Regions from separate parts of the Sus scrofa genome. Here region 1 is linked to region 2. Evidence: chromatin contacts called from public Hi-C data. All regions are on one chromosome and are shown on one strand. The core of a region is the stretch at or near the end of the contact, and the rest is flanking DNA. Distances in the headings are between cores, read along the strand shown.

What was found. Hi-C and Micro-C count contacts between places; a contact is called where the count stands out from the background.
Region 1: a contact with region 2 is called in a Hi-C map of liver, with 2.1 times the contacts expected there. The contact joins the enhancer-like site here to the promoter of PTPRG in region 2. A contact is called at or near these places in 1 of 5 promoter capture datasets (liver), 5 of 47 Hi-C or Micro-C datasets (embryonic fibroblasts, liver and skeletal muscle) and 1 of 2 datasets of contacts at active chromatin or transcription factors (skeletal muscle).

Annotation. Positions count from the first base shown.
Region 1 is chr13:43,433,009-43,439,381 of Sscrofa11.1, forward strand. The region is part of intron 3 of PTPRG (receptor-type tyrosine-protein phosphatase gamma); the gene reads left to right. Among named protein-coding and RNA genes, the nearest start is that of PTPRG, 300 kb to the left of the region's middle. Within about 2 kb of position 4,238, at least 5 of the 83 cell types and tissues checked have an H3K27ac peak or open chromatin away from gene starts, as enhancers often do. A contact at or near this core is called in liver, where this site is marked.
Region 2 is chr13:43,130,500-43,137,642 of Sscrofa11.1, forward strand. It overlaps PTPRG (receptor-type tyrosine-protein phosphatase gamma), which reads left to right and starts at 2,287. Exons shown (of 31, transcript XM_021070772.1): 1 at 2,287-3,136; 2 at 3,995-4,037. The coding sequence starts at 3,119.

The DNA.
Region 1 (6,373 bases), core at 2,988-5,487, 300 kb after region 2:
AGTTTTTTCCATGACATTTCCCTACTTACCAGGAAGACATTTTACCCATTAGCTCTTTAATGTGACAAAAAATGAGTGACAGTTCCAAAGGCAGTATGAATGAGCAGCTTAGTGATCCGGACACTGAGTCAGCCTTTCTGGCTTCATGTTGACTCCCACTCCTAATGGCTGCAGGTCAAGAGGCAAGAGCCTCAGCCTTCTGCTCTGTTGCCTCTCTGTCAGTGTCCAGTAGAGCAGTGAGTAGTGAATGGGATTATGTCTATTGATTGAAATCCTTGGCTGTGTTTGAAACAACATAAATGTTAATGTTAGCTGCTTTTTTTGTTGGTTTGTTTGGGTTTTTTTGTTGGTTTTTTTTTTTTTTTTTTTTTTTTTTTTTTTTTTTTTGCCTCACCTGCAGCATATGGAAGTTCCTGGGCCAGGGATCAAATCCGTGCCACAGTAGCAACCTGAGCTGCTGCAATGCCAGGTCTTTAACTTGCTGTACCACAAGAGAGCTCCTTAGTTGCTTTTATTATTACAGTTTTTGGTGGTAACTGTAAACCCCAGCAACAGAAGCCTGATGAAGCCTGTGCCCTTTCCTCCATCCTCCACTCATTTTGGCAGCTCAGGCTTTCCCAGGACAATGTCACAAATAAGTACTACCCTGGTTTTCTCTCTACTCCAGGTCTTGAGATGTGGGCTTGGTCTAGCTGCCTGTGCTGGCTTCCCCCCACCAACTTTCAGAAGCAGATGTCCTCAAGTGTGACCAGGTCTCGTCAGATATAGTGTCCTACAGGACTTTTTCTCCTTGTGCAAATAGGTTTTCAGCGTTGCTGATGGGCTGGATATTTAAAGGCACCAGGATACTTTCAAATTTGTAGGCACTCTCTGACCTTTTGGGTCAGAGAGGTAAGCACTTTTCTTTTTCTTTAAATCGCACAATACTTTTTTTTCTTTTCTTTCTTCCTTCTCCTTTCACACACACATGCACACACACATACACATTCATACACACTCACTCACTTTAAATTTGTAAGACTGGTCAGGGGCAGTGGTGTGTTCTCAACCAGGAGTGGTTATGCCCCTTAGGAGACATTTGACAGTGTCTGAAGATAATTTTGCTTGTTACAACTTGAGGCGGAGGAAAGTGCTTCCAGCCTCTAGTGGGTAGAGGCCAGGGGTGCTGCTAAATACCCTTACAATGCACAGGTCAACCCCTACCACGAAGGATTTTCAGGCTGAAAATGTCAGTAGTGCTGAGGTTGAGAAACCCTGCTCTTGGTCTCATGAGGGAGTTGTAGTCCCATAACTGAAGTTCCAAAGCCAAATCCCATCAGTTTTCTGTTTTTGTTTTTGTTTTTGCGCCATGGAATAAATCTGGCATCAAAGACTTACCCTTAGATAGAATCCACAAATAAAGCAGGTCAGGAGAGAAGCCAACCTATTAAGTTGTGAATATCCTAGGACTTTAACAAGTGTACAGGAGAAGAAGGAATAGAAAATTGTTACCTTTAGAAGTTCTCCTTCCTCTCTTCCCTCCCGCATGTGCCCTTCTCTAAAGAAGGGAGATTCAGGGTGGATAAAGATCTCAAGACATCTCTTGCTCTGGCTTTTGATCCCTCTTCTCATTTACTTCTCTATGCAGGGTGTAGAAATCATAGGTCAAAGCACAGACCTGATTAGAATGTAGAGTGTTAAGAGAGGCTGGCGCTGTCTTTCTCTGCCTTCGGGTTCAGCAACTGACACTGGAAGAAGTCGTTGCTATTGACATTATTCGGGGAACAATTTCAGAAGGGCCCTGGGATTGCCTCGGATGTTGTGAGAAGTACTTGAATGCCATCTGCATGGCAAGGGGCTTTTAGAAAGAGAGGCGCCTCCTTTAAAAGAATCACAATGTTTTTAATGTTAATTACGCAGGCTCCTTCATTAATCAGTAAACTCCTCTATTTATACACAGGGGGAACTGGAAAGTGTTTCAAAATGAAGGTTACCTAGTGGCTCCAAAAGAGAAATTTGCTCTGTATTTATATTTTGGGACTTTGATGGTGAGCGATTTCAGACATCTATCAGATGGAAGGCTGTCTGCTTGGAGATGTGCCTCAGTGACACACACGTTTCATAGACTGGCTTCAAGTCTTTGCCAAGGTCTTTCTATTCTTATTTGTAAAAGTGCCATCATTCCTTTCTAGGGATGTAACTGGAGAACAAATCTTACAGAGATGGTTGAGTTTTTTTCCAATCCCATCTTTTGCGGAGAATCAGACTCCCCTTTGAGAAGAACCCAAGGTGAAGGGCACAACTGTCAGTGGAGAAACCTTATCATTGATGTCTACTTCCTACTTTTTAAAGTCTTAACCATGATTGACTAAAGGCAGTTTTTCTTTAAAAATTAAAAGAAAAAAGCATTGCAAATAATGTTTGTACATTTGAGCATTCAATAGCCCAATATCAATGAAAGATTTTTATACAATCAAAAACAGTTATTAGGAAGGACCCAGTGTTATTTTACGTCTTCTGGGGTACTCTTGCCAAAAATGCATAATCTCCATTCCTGGGATGACATCAGATCCCCCAAATTGAGGGACATTCTACAGTAACTCATCAGGACTCCTTTGTCAAGAATTTGAAAGATCAGGAAGGACTAAGAAATTGTTGTATGAGGGGTGGGGGTAGGGCCCTAAGGAAAAATAACTGAATGCAACATGGGATTCTGGAACTAGAAAAAGATGTTAAGGAAAAACCTGGAACAATTCAAATAAGGTCTGTCTTTCCATTAATAGCATCTTGCCAATGATAGTTTCCTGGCTTTGATAATTGGACTGTGGTTATATAAGATGACATTTTGGGGAAGCTGGGTGAGGGGTATATGGAAAACTATATTATTTTTGCAACTTTTCTGTGATTCTAAAATTTGTTCAAAATAAGCTGGTTGTTTTCAAAAGTGGTAATTATTATCCACAGTGAAACAAGTTAAATAGTTTCTGTTGTTTGCTCATCTAGATAACAATTTAAATAGCAATTTATGTAAATAGTTCACAGATGTATTAGTTTTATGGATTATAAACCTGTGAAAGTATCAGTTCTAAACATTAAATAGCAAATTAATTTTTTTACAGAAGGGATACATTGGTAAATTTTTGAGGTTAGGACTTGGCATTTTAAAAAATTATTATAGAAGTAATAGGCATATTGTGAAAAACCAAATAATGGAAAGTAGAAACATATTTTCTCCTGCTCATTTCCTATTTCCACTTCCCCTTACCTTATTACTGTACTACCCCCACTGTTAAAAGTTAGCTACAAATTCAGGAGTTCGAGTTCCCCAATGTCTGTCTAGGTGATAATGTGTGAAACACAATGTCATCATACTGTAAAAGCCCTTCTGTACCTTGCCTTCCTCTTTCGCCACTGAACAGTAATTCATGACTTTGTAAAGTACCTATATTTCTACCTTATGTCATTTATTTGCTATAAAATATGACATTTTTTAAAATCTGTCATAATGTGTTTAACTACTTATTTATGGAAATTTTAACTGTCTCCCAGTTATATTTATAAAGTGTTGGATGGCTCCTCTCTTCTGTGTATTACTTAAAAAAAAAATTAAGAAATGTAGCTTTTAGAGAACCCCACTAGTATCCATAAGGGTGCAGATTTGATCCCTGGCCTTGCTCAGAGAGTTAAGGACCTGGCATTGCCCCAAACCAGGTATAGGTTGCAGATGCGGCTGAGATCCTGCTTTGCTGTGACTGTGGCATAGGCAGGTAGCTGTGGCTCCGATTCAACCTCTATCCTGGGAACTTCCATATGCCGCAGGTTTGGCCCTAAAAAGAAAAAAAGGAAAGAAAAGAAAAGTAGCTTTTAACTTAGACATGTTTTTATACCATAAAGACAGTGTGGGGTCCTTGCCTTGCACAATCTTAGCGTCCATTTTTGTCTGGTTTTTTTGTATCTAAAGTGCAGCTTCCTAGATATCAAATGTCTGAGTCCAAATATAAGAACACTTTATATTTAATTTGCAGAGAAGTCATATTTAAATTCTGCAATTTCTGGCTTTTATTTAATTTTTAGAATGGTGTGGACCCACAGGGAGCACAGAAGTGTGACTTGGTGTTTGTATATTTATTTTCTAAGTATTGAGACCGTTAATATTTTGCAGCAGTAGAGACGTATTTGAGAGTGCTGGCCCGGCCCTCAGAAGTTAATTTTGTGTTTTTAAACATTGGTACAAATGCTGAGGTTCCCAGTAGGGGGTTAATATGTAAACCGCAGAGAAACCACACAGGTTGTTTTGTAGTTTATCATTAGACCAGAAGTGGGGAGGAAACAGCTGACCAAACAACTTGCAGAAATTAATCATATTTGAGCGGTTAATAAAAATACACTAAATAGGAGTTCCCATTGTGGTGCAGTGGAAACGAATCCATCTAGGAACCATGAAGTTTCGGGTTCGATCCCTGGCCTAGCTCAGTGGGTTAAGAATCTGGCGTTGCCGTGAGCTAAGGTCTAAGTCAAAGACTTGGCTTGGATCCTGCATTGCTGTGGCTTTGGCATAGGCTGGAAGCTGCTGCTCTGACTTGACCCCCTAGCCTGGGAACCTCCATATGCCTCTCAAGTGCGGCCCTAAAAAGCAAAAAAATAAATAAATAAAGTTCACTAGTTGTGCGTAGGCCTTGGTTGGAAAAGCACTGATTATTTAGTGGCGTGTCAGAAACAGGCCCATAGGCTCTTGACATGTTTACATATAGTAACTTCTGACGCCTTGGGATAGAAACAATGAAAATAATGGCATTAAGGGAGAGAAAATATAAAATGAATTCTAGTTGGTGAAAGAAATACCTCTTTGGTTCCAAAATATTTAAACTCTGAGCAAGCTGTGTGTATTGTGGAATTTATTGGGTTAGCAGTGACACCTTTCAAAATTAGGAAGAACACTTTGTGTTCCTGAGTATAGAAGGCTGGCATAATTACTGAAAGTACAGTAAATGTCCCTATCATTCTTTGAGTCTAATCTTAACATAATTAGCTCCTTGCACAATAGAGTATTTAATTTGAAATGCTGCCAAGGCTTATTAAGTGAGAGAAGTACTTCCTGAGATCTCTGTTGTTAAATGTGGGACTTTTCTGTATGAGATAATTTTCACCAAAAGTGTCAGGGTATCAGAATTGTTGCTCATAGTCTGGCATTTATCACCCAAACTCACTGAAACACTTAACATTTTCAGTTTTATTGATGGAGCCTTTTATGAATATTGGGGAATATGCTGCATCTCGTGGAAAGAAATTAATTTGGGGAGACCTGACAAGCCTTCCGAATGATAGATCCCTTTGCCCTGGGGAGCCTTCTTCATTCAGTGACTTGGGTAATAAACATGAGCTATAGGATTTCATTCTTTTATCTCTTGTTTTTGGTTTTCTTTAGTGGTTGATTGTCAAGTCAGGCTAGAAAATATAACATGTGAACACCGGTTTTGTTTGATAACGCATTTCTTTTTTGAATGTGACTTGACACTTTCCTGGGCTTGTAAAACACCATGGAATGCTACTACAGTTGTGACATTGGAGTGTAGGATATTGTAATATGCTTTACAGTTTGTAGATGGATCAAGTGACATGGTTTAACCAGTAATGCCTGATATTTCTATAAGATCACCAACCTGTCTATATCAGAATTCCTGGATCTTTTCAACTATTGCCATATAGGGATAGAAAGAAAGTCTAATCAAGGGTATAAAAAACAGAAAAGTAGCCATCATTAAGAACCACCATAGGTTCACCGTGAGTTTAAGCCTGTGGAATTTACCTCATTTCCTTTTTGATAAGAAATATACCAAAGTTCTAAAAATTCCTTCCAAAAATAATTGGGAAGTGTGAGCTCTAGGGCGATAAAGCTGTTTACTTTACATAATGATCAGACAATTAGAACATTGATTAATAAGGCAATAAAAAACCTTGAGGGACAACTTTCTTTGTAGGCTCCTAGGCTGTTTATCTCTGTGTCCTCAGGTTCAGCGCAAATTGGAATACTAGTACAAATTTGAAGCCTTCTGATATGAGAACATGGGATGGCTTTCCATTTACTTAGGTCTTTAATTTCTTTTCGTGATTTCTTTGTAGTGTTCATTTTCAGTATGCAAGTTTTATACTTCTTTTGCAAAATTTGTTTTGAAGGACTTTATTGTTTTTGATGATCTTAATTTACTTTTTGGACTGTTCATTGCTAGTGTATAGAAAAACCACTGAGTTTTATATATTGATCCTATATCCTGCAAACTTACTGAATTTATTTATTAGCCTTAATCATCTTTTAGTGGGTTTTTTTTTTTTTTAAGGCCTTTCTGTGTACAAGGTCATATCTTACATGACTTGAGATAGTATTCCTTTATCATTT
Region 2 (7,143 bases), core at 1,037-3,536:
TTTCTTCCAAGAGCACTTTCTGGTACACTTCAGCCTGGGCATCCAGGATACTCAACAGCCCAGACCTAATCTGACATTAATTTTTATTATGGGGCCTCCTAAATGATAAGGGCAGTGGCAATTCATTCTCCAAACCAATGTGCGATTTCCCCCATTCCTAAACCATTTCTTCCCATCCCACATTTCAGTATCTTCTCAAGACATTATTTCTCTGCTTTTTCACATCTCTGGAGGCAGACAGACCTGAGAACCTCATCTGTGCTACTCACTAGCTGGGAATCCATTATTCCCAGCTCTGAGCATGTTTCTGGATCTATAAATGAGGAAAATAATTCTGAACAATGGCAGCTGTTGTAAGGACTCTGTGAGAGAGTGTATCCTGCACTTTGGAAGGTAAGCTCCACACAGGGCAGGGGCCTGTCCTTTTGGTTCATGGCTGTATCCCCAGTTGTCTCCTCCCCTCAATAAGTGCTCAGTATATTTGTGGAATGAACAGTTTAGAGAAATAATTTAGCACAATGCCTAGTACATGGTAAGCATTCCAAATGACAGTTTTTATTACATTCATTTTGCGAAGGAGGAACTCATTTGGGGATGGTTATCCAGGTGTTATGTTCTGATTCAAATTCCTCGGGATTTCCTCATTTTATCACTCAATTTTTAATGAGGTAGCCAGACACATAGGGGTTATATGAACCTCTCAAAAGTTTCCACTGACCTATGGACATCCCTTAAATACAACACTTCCAAGAAAACTGACCCTCTCAAGCATTTATGGGGGAATCAAGATTCCAACAAAACCAGGAAGGACCAAACTCCAAAACAAACAAACTCAACTCATTCCCCACCCTGGGGCAGGGTGTTCACTCCGTTCTGCTAAAGATGGGAGGGGGAGGGCTCCCCAGGAACTTCCTGGCTTTTATTAGTCCCTAATCCCAAATTTAACTTTTCAAAGGTTTTTCTTTTGGAAGTGTGGGTGTAAAACTACTTCCCTAATCACATCTTGTGGGAGGATTTCGAACATGTGTATATTATTTGAAAACCTAGCATCCGGTTGGGATGTTTGGGTGGGTGGAGGACCCTGCGTGGTGGGATGAAACAGCAGGGGCATGATAAAAACAAGTCAAGATGGCTTTTAAACTGAGGCAGAAAAATTAGGCAAAAATTACAAATGGCTAATTACTTTGGCTGAATTACCCATTTAATCAAAAGCCCACCTCCCCCACTTTTAGCACCGCCATAAGAGGGGAAAATAGGGCGCTTAGAAGTCTTAGCGATAAAGATCTCTCTCACCGAGAGCCAAGGGACAAAACTCTAACAGATAAGCCCAGTCCTCCCATTTCCCTCACACGCCTCTCCGCGATTGCTAAAGAGGTTGCGGCTCCCCGAGTAGCTGCCAGGAAATCGGTCCTGCCCAGGGGCGCAGCTTTCACCCAGTCAGGGGTAAGAGGCGCACTTCCTGCACCCTCTCCACCACCAGGCCGGAGTAAGGGAACCTTCCCTCCTCCTGTGAAGCCGCGAGTTGGGAAAACTCTGCCACCGAACCATCGTGGCGCCGGGAAAAGGGGTGTGGGACTCGGAAGGACAGGATTTCAAAAGCCTAGGATCGATATGCCTCCCCACCCCCACCTCTCCCCAGTCGGGAACATGGCCAATGGAAGGCGGAAAAGAAAAGGAAAAGAGAGAGAGAGAAATGAAGAAAAAAATTAAATCTCAAAGCTCAGTCCGAGTGCAAAGGCCATTCGGCTTTGTTTCCAAAGCGGGGGAATTCGCCAGGCTGGGGGGCGCAAGCAAGGAGTGAGCAGGGCGCGCCCCGCCGCGGCGCTACCAAGGCGCGGAAACCCAACACGAAACCCCATCACGCTATGAAGGCAGCCGTCGGCCCCCCTCCTCTCTTCAAACCCGAGCCTGGGCCCCTACAAGTCTCCCGTCCGCGAAAAACGCTGACGGGGTCCAGGGGACAGCTGCCAAAGCCGCTCAAACTGCGGCGTCTTTAAGAGCTAGCTGAACGGGAATCTGGCAAAGACTCGCTGACCCCTAGAAGCAGCTGCCCTTCTCCCGCTTTCCGAGACCCAGCCAGAGCAGCCCTCGGCACCCAAACTGCCCCCGCCGAGTCCACAGCACTCCGGCCTGGCGAGGGGAGAGAAGTGGGCTGTGGGACCCCACAGAGGCGGGAGCCGAGCGTGGCTGCTTTAAGAGCGCGGTGCGCGCGCGCCCGCTGCCGGCAGCCCCGCTGCGCGTCCCCGCAGTCTCCGCGCGTCCTTGATCGCGCGCCGCCGCCACCGCCGCCGCGCGCCCCCTGCTCGCTCGCCGGCTTTAAAGTCTCTGCCAGGATCCATGCTCACATGTTACTTCCTGTATGGAGGCATGGCTAGTTTCCAGCCCCGCGCTCCCCGATCCTCCCCAGCTCGCGCCGGAGCCACAACTTTCAGGAGCATGGACTGAAGGCGCCCTCGCCCCAGCGCCCCTCTGAGATCCTTTGTGTTTTCCTTGGTTTCCTCTAGCCGTTTCTATTTTGGGGGGGCTCTTCGCTCCTCCTGCCACTACCCTCCCCTTCCCTGCTCGCAAACATGCCTCCTTCCTTCCCGGGGCCCTGGAAGGAGCTGCCTGCCTGAAGCCCGGAGACGCTGTGCCGCGCTCAGCCCCGCCGCCGCCCGCCGGCTTTAGGGCTGCGCTGCCGATTCAAGTTGGGGATCCTCGGCTGCTAGCCGCCGCCGCCGCCTTCAGTCCCTGCCTGCCCCGGGCCCCGGGCATCGCCGCCGCGCGCCGACTCCTCGCCCTGCTCGCTCCTATTTGAACAGAAAACAGCCCTTCTCCGCCGAGGATCGTCCCCAGCGTGGCTCCACGTTCCCGGTCACTTTTTGAGATTTTTCCGGGGGGCGCTCAGCGGTTTCCCGGATTCCAGGGGGACTTGGGCCGCCGAGAGCGGGGGGCCCGTTGAGCGGGCGAGCAGGGGAAGAGCCCAGGCTTGGAGGCTCACACGGAGGCAAGAACTTATTCAACAAGTTTACCACCCCCCTGCCTTCCTCTTTTCGATGTGCGTTTTCGGACATGCGGAGGTTACTGGAACCGTGTTGGTGGATTTTGTTCCTGAAAATCACCAGTTCCGTGCTCCATTATGTCGTGTGCTTCCCCGGTGAGTGCCGGCCGCCGAGGGACGCGGCCCTGGCCGGCGCGCGCGGGGGATATGGAGTTATTCCCGGGGCACGGAGCTCAGGCACCCGTCCCCGGGACCCCGGAGAGAGTGGAGGGGGGTCGGGCGCCCATGAAGGGGAGAGGGATACGCTCCGCTGGCTCTGGCAGCATTTAGGGAGGCTGGCGGTTGGGGAGGATGGAAGTAGGGGCTGGCCGGGAAGGGGGCCGGGGGCCGCAGAAGTCTGTGTTTCTCTCGGGTTTGGGGGGCCTAAGGGGGCCGGAGTCGGGAGAAAAGAAGACTCATTCTGCTGATTCGCCGCTGTTCGGGGGAGCTAGAGCTCTGGGGTTTTTGAGACCGGGGCAATGGGGAGGATGCCTTTGTGGGTTTGGGGGGCGCAGGGTGCGCCCCTTGCTCAGACGGGGTTTGAAGGAGCTTATGGGGGGGCGTGATTTGCTGCTCCCCGACCCTTTGGGGAGGCTGGTGCCCAGACGGTGGAAGCTGAAGGCTGGCCGTGAAGAATCGGGGATGTTGGGAACAGCCTGCGTTCCGGTCCCAGGGGTCAGGGGCGACCCTGGCTCGGGGGCTGGGGCTCGGGTTGCGCTTTGGTTCCGGCAAAGGGGCTTTCTTGGGCCCGGGCCCCTGGCCGTTGTGGGAGGGCAGGGAGCAGACGGTTTAGGGAGATCCGTGGCTCCCTTAGCCCGGGCCCGAGGCTCCTCTATCCCGCAACTCTGGTCGGCAGGACAGCTTCGGTGGGGGTGTGGGTGGTGGGGGGCGGGTCGGCGACTGGGTTGCTATTCGCGCCGGGGCGGATTTTTTCCGTCTCCCGCCCTACCTACCTTCATCTTTGCCCTTTTGCAGGCTGTTCGCGGCTGGCAGCCCAGACCCGCACCTTTCTGTTCGGGTAAAGACAGGAACAGTATTGATCAGTGATGAAGATAATAAATCACCGCACGTAGCAGTGTGCGGCTCTGCGACCCTCGACTTCCAGCCCTCCACTGGTCGACCCCCTTTCTCTTTCTGTTCCGGGAGGGCAGAGGCCAGCTGCCTACATTTTCCCTCTTGCAGCCCCCTTCTCCCTCCTGGCTGCAGCCTCGAGCTCCCTTGAATCTGTCCGGCCCCTTCCTGGGAAGTGGAGGCCAAGCCCTCTGCCCTAATTGGAAAAGGGATGGGGAAAATGGGGCGATTTCGTTTTCCATCTTTCACTCTCCTAAGGACAAGAGGCCCCCGCCCCCCTATTTTCTGCTTTCTCATCTACCAGCTCCTAGATACTCGGAGGTGAGGGTTATCCAGAAAAAAAAAGGAATATGCCCCCCGATGGTCACAGCCGCCTGTCCCCTGGCGGTCCGAGCGCACGGTTTTGGTGCAGCGGGTCCCCCAGCTCCGTCATGAGCACTAGAGCAGGGCGCGGGCGCTCTTGCTGCCCTCGGGGACTGGCAGCGAGTGTCCCCTTTGCAGGTACGGGGGTGCCCTCGAAGGACAGAGAGCCAAAGCCCTGCCCCTTTTCTTCGGTAACCCCCTTTTCCCTCTGCGCATCCTCTTGCCCCCAGAACCGCACGGAACTCCTGCCACAGCCCAGAATCCCAGCTTAGATGCCGAACGAGGACGTGTGTCCACACTTAGCCTGAGGCCCGGAGTTGCCCACCAGGATTCTGCCTCCACCAGGGGCTGGAGGAGATGTGGACACTTACTCTTAAAAATGTGCCCCTTCATCCCCCAACCCCCGCTCAGCATTTATGTTAATCATCTTCCCCCTCTAGACTTTCTTCTTTGCAATAGACTTGCCGGCTGAGTGGGCTCAGGTGCTTACTGGCGTCGAGCTTTGTAAGGGTCACGCTTTAATGGGGGCAGTGGGAAGCAGCAGGAGCACAACCTTGAGAAGTATGAGGAATTTCTAATGTCCACTTCTGGCCTTCTCCTTATGTTCGGGTGTGGAGTCAGTGGGCCAGCTGGGATTTTCTTTTTACTGATGTCTGAGGAAACCTGAAATCCAAAATGGGACTGCCAGTGATGCCGCCTGTGTGGGGCTGGGACAGTTTTCATCTTCCACATTTACTATGCGCGCCAACGCTGCGAGGTAAATAAATAGCCCACACAATGGTCCGGGAGCCGAAGGATGTCGGAAAGCTAAGGGGCAGAGGTGCGAGGCGCAGGGAAGGAGGGTTGTGGTTAGGAAAAGTGCAGCCGGAGAGGTGCAGCAGCAGCCTTTGCAACCAGGCAAAGTTAAAAATGCCAGAGCCAGAGATGCCAGTTTTCCGTTTTCCGAAGGTGCTGTGACGCCGCTGGACCTCAGGGGGCGCCCCCGAGCTACTAGTCAGACTCCCGCCACCTCCACCCGTCCAGCTTGGCCACCTAGGTGCGGTTGGGCTGGAGTGCTCCGCTGGGGCATGCAGTTACGACTGGGAGCGAGGAGGCGGCCTCATCTCCACCCTGCTGCTCCTGGGCGGCTCTAAACCCGTGGGGACTGGAGTTCGCTTTGGGACCCCCCTTCTTGCCAGCCCCTTCTTGCCCGCCCTAACCTGGGAAGCATATATCTGGCTGACAGGGGGATAAAAAGGTTTATGGTGTGGGATTAGGGTCCTCCTTGTGACACTTTAACCAACATCCCTTGTTATTTTCTTTGTTTTCTCAGAATCACTCCAACTTTTCTTATACATTTGCTCTTAATTCCTGTTCAGGACACAGGGTAGCAGTAATTTGAGAGGGTTTTGGAAACATTACTCTGGCATGGGTCTTTCCGCTGGAGGGAAACAGTGACTTTTAGGCTCTCAACAACAGTATGGCAGGTGTGAGGCCTGAGTCGCCATTAGTGTTTCAAGCGATGTTTCCACTTTCCAGAGCAGAAGTGTTATCGACATGATATAGTGCATAGTATATTCTTCTCTGACATCTAGAAAAATACCCTTGTGGAAAAATTTATGCAGTGAAAAGATATAATGGGCCCCTATGAACCCCTTACCCAGCCACCACAGCTACAACTCAGTTTTCCCTCTTTCATACCCACCCCACTATCCTCATTATTCTAAAGCAAGTCTTACATATAGTTCATTTAAACATTTGGCATATATCTCTAATCGTTGAGAATTTAAGTTCCTCCAACAGGATATAAATTATGTTCTTCGAAAGGGTTAACATTTTATGTATTTTACATCCTTAAGCTACTCAGCATAAATGTAAATTTGTTTTTAAATTGATTTCTTCTCTCTTTCTGTGCTCTGAGTGAAGCCTTTCTCTTTGATTCTGATATGTTTTGTACGGTAATTACATTACATCTAGGAGGCTGACGTTGGAAGCATTTCAGATGGATAAGCTCTGCTGTATACCTTGGATGTGTCAGAATTGCAGGATCCATGATTGATGTCTGGTGAATCTTCCTCTGAGCTTTCTCTTGGTGTATTTGTATGTACTTACTTTATTCCTGGTGGACATCCTTTATGGCTTTCCTAGAAAAATGCAGAAGTAGTATTTGTAAGTCAGTAATCTTACTCTTTAGGGCTGGGGCGAGAAATTGTGCAGTCCCTACCCCCACTTCTTTCTCCAAAGTATCTTGTTTAAAGATGGAGAATCTTTGTCTGGTTTTGAAACTTGGTCCCTCTGATGCAGTCATGGAATAAAATATTTGATGTTTCCTTCTAAACAGTGTTCATCTTATAAAATTAATGAAGTTAGAATATTAGTGCAAATAGGCATGACAGGACCTTTTGGAAGAAGGGAAAGTTGCTGTTGCCAAAGGCAGAATGGTTATTGGAAACGTTGGCTGAAATGAGAAAAAGAACTAACCAATAGTGAAGCTCTGGGCATCTCCCCTTAATTATGGGCTCGTTTTCACTGAATAAGAGAGAATGTTGTTTACAGGAGACAGTACAGGGAATGCTGACGATTTAACACAGCAAAACAAAAAAATCCTTTCAGATTCATCTTTCTAGTCTGGAAAACTCCCATGTTAATGTATAACCAGTTACCTATCAAGGCACTAATTGGAATGAGCTTTCTTGCCTTTCATGAAAGAT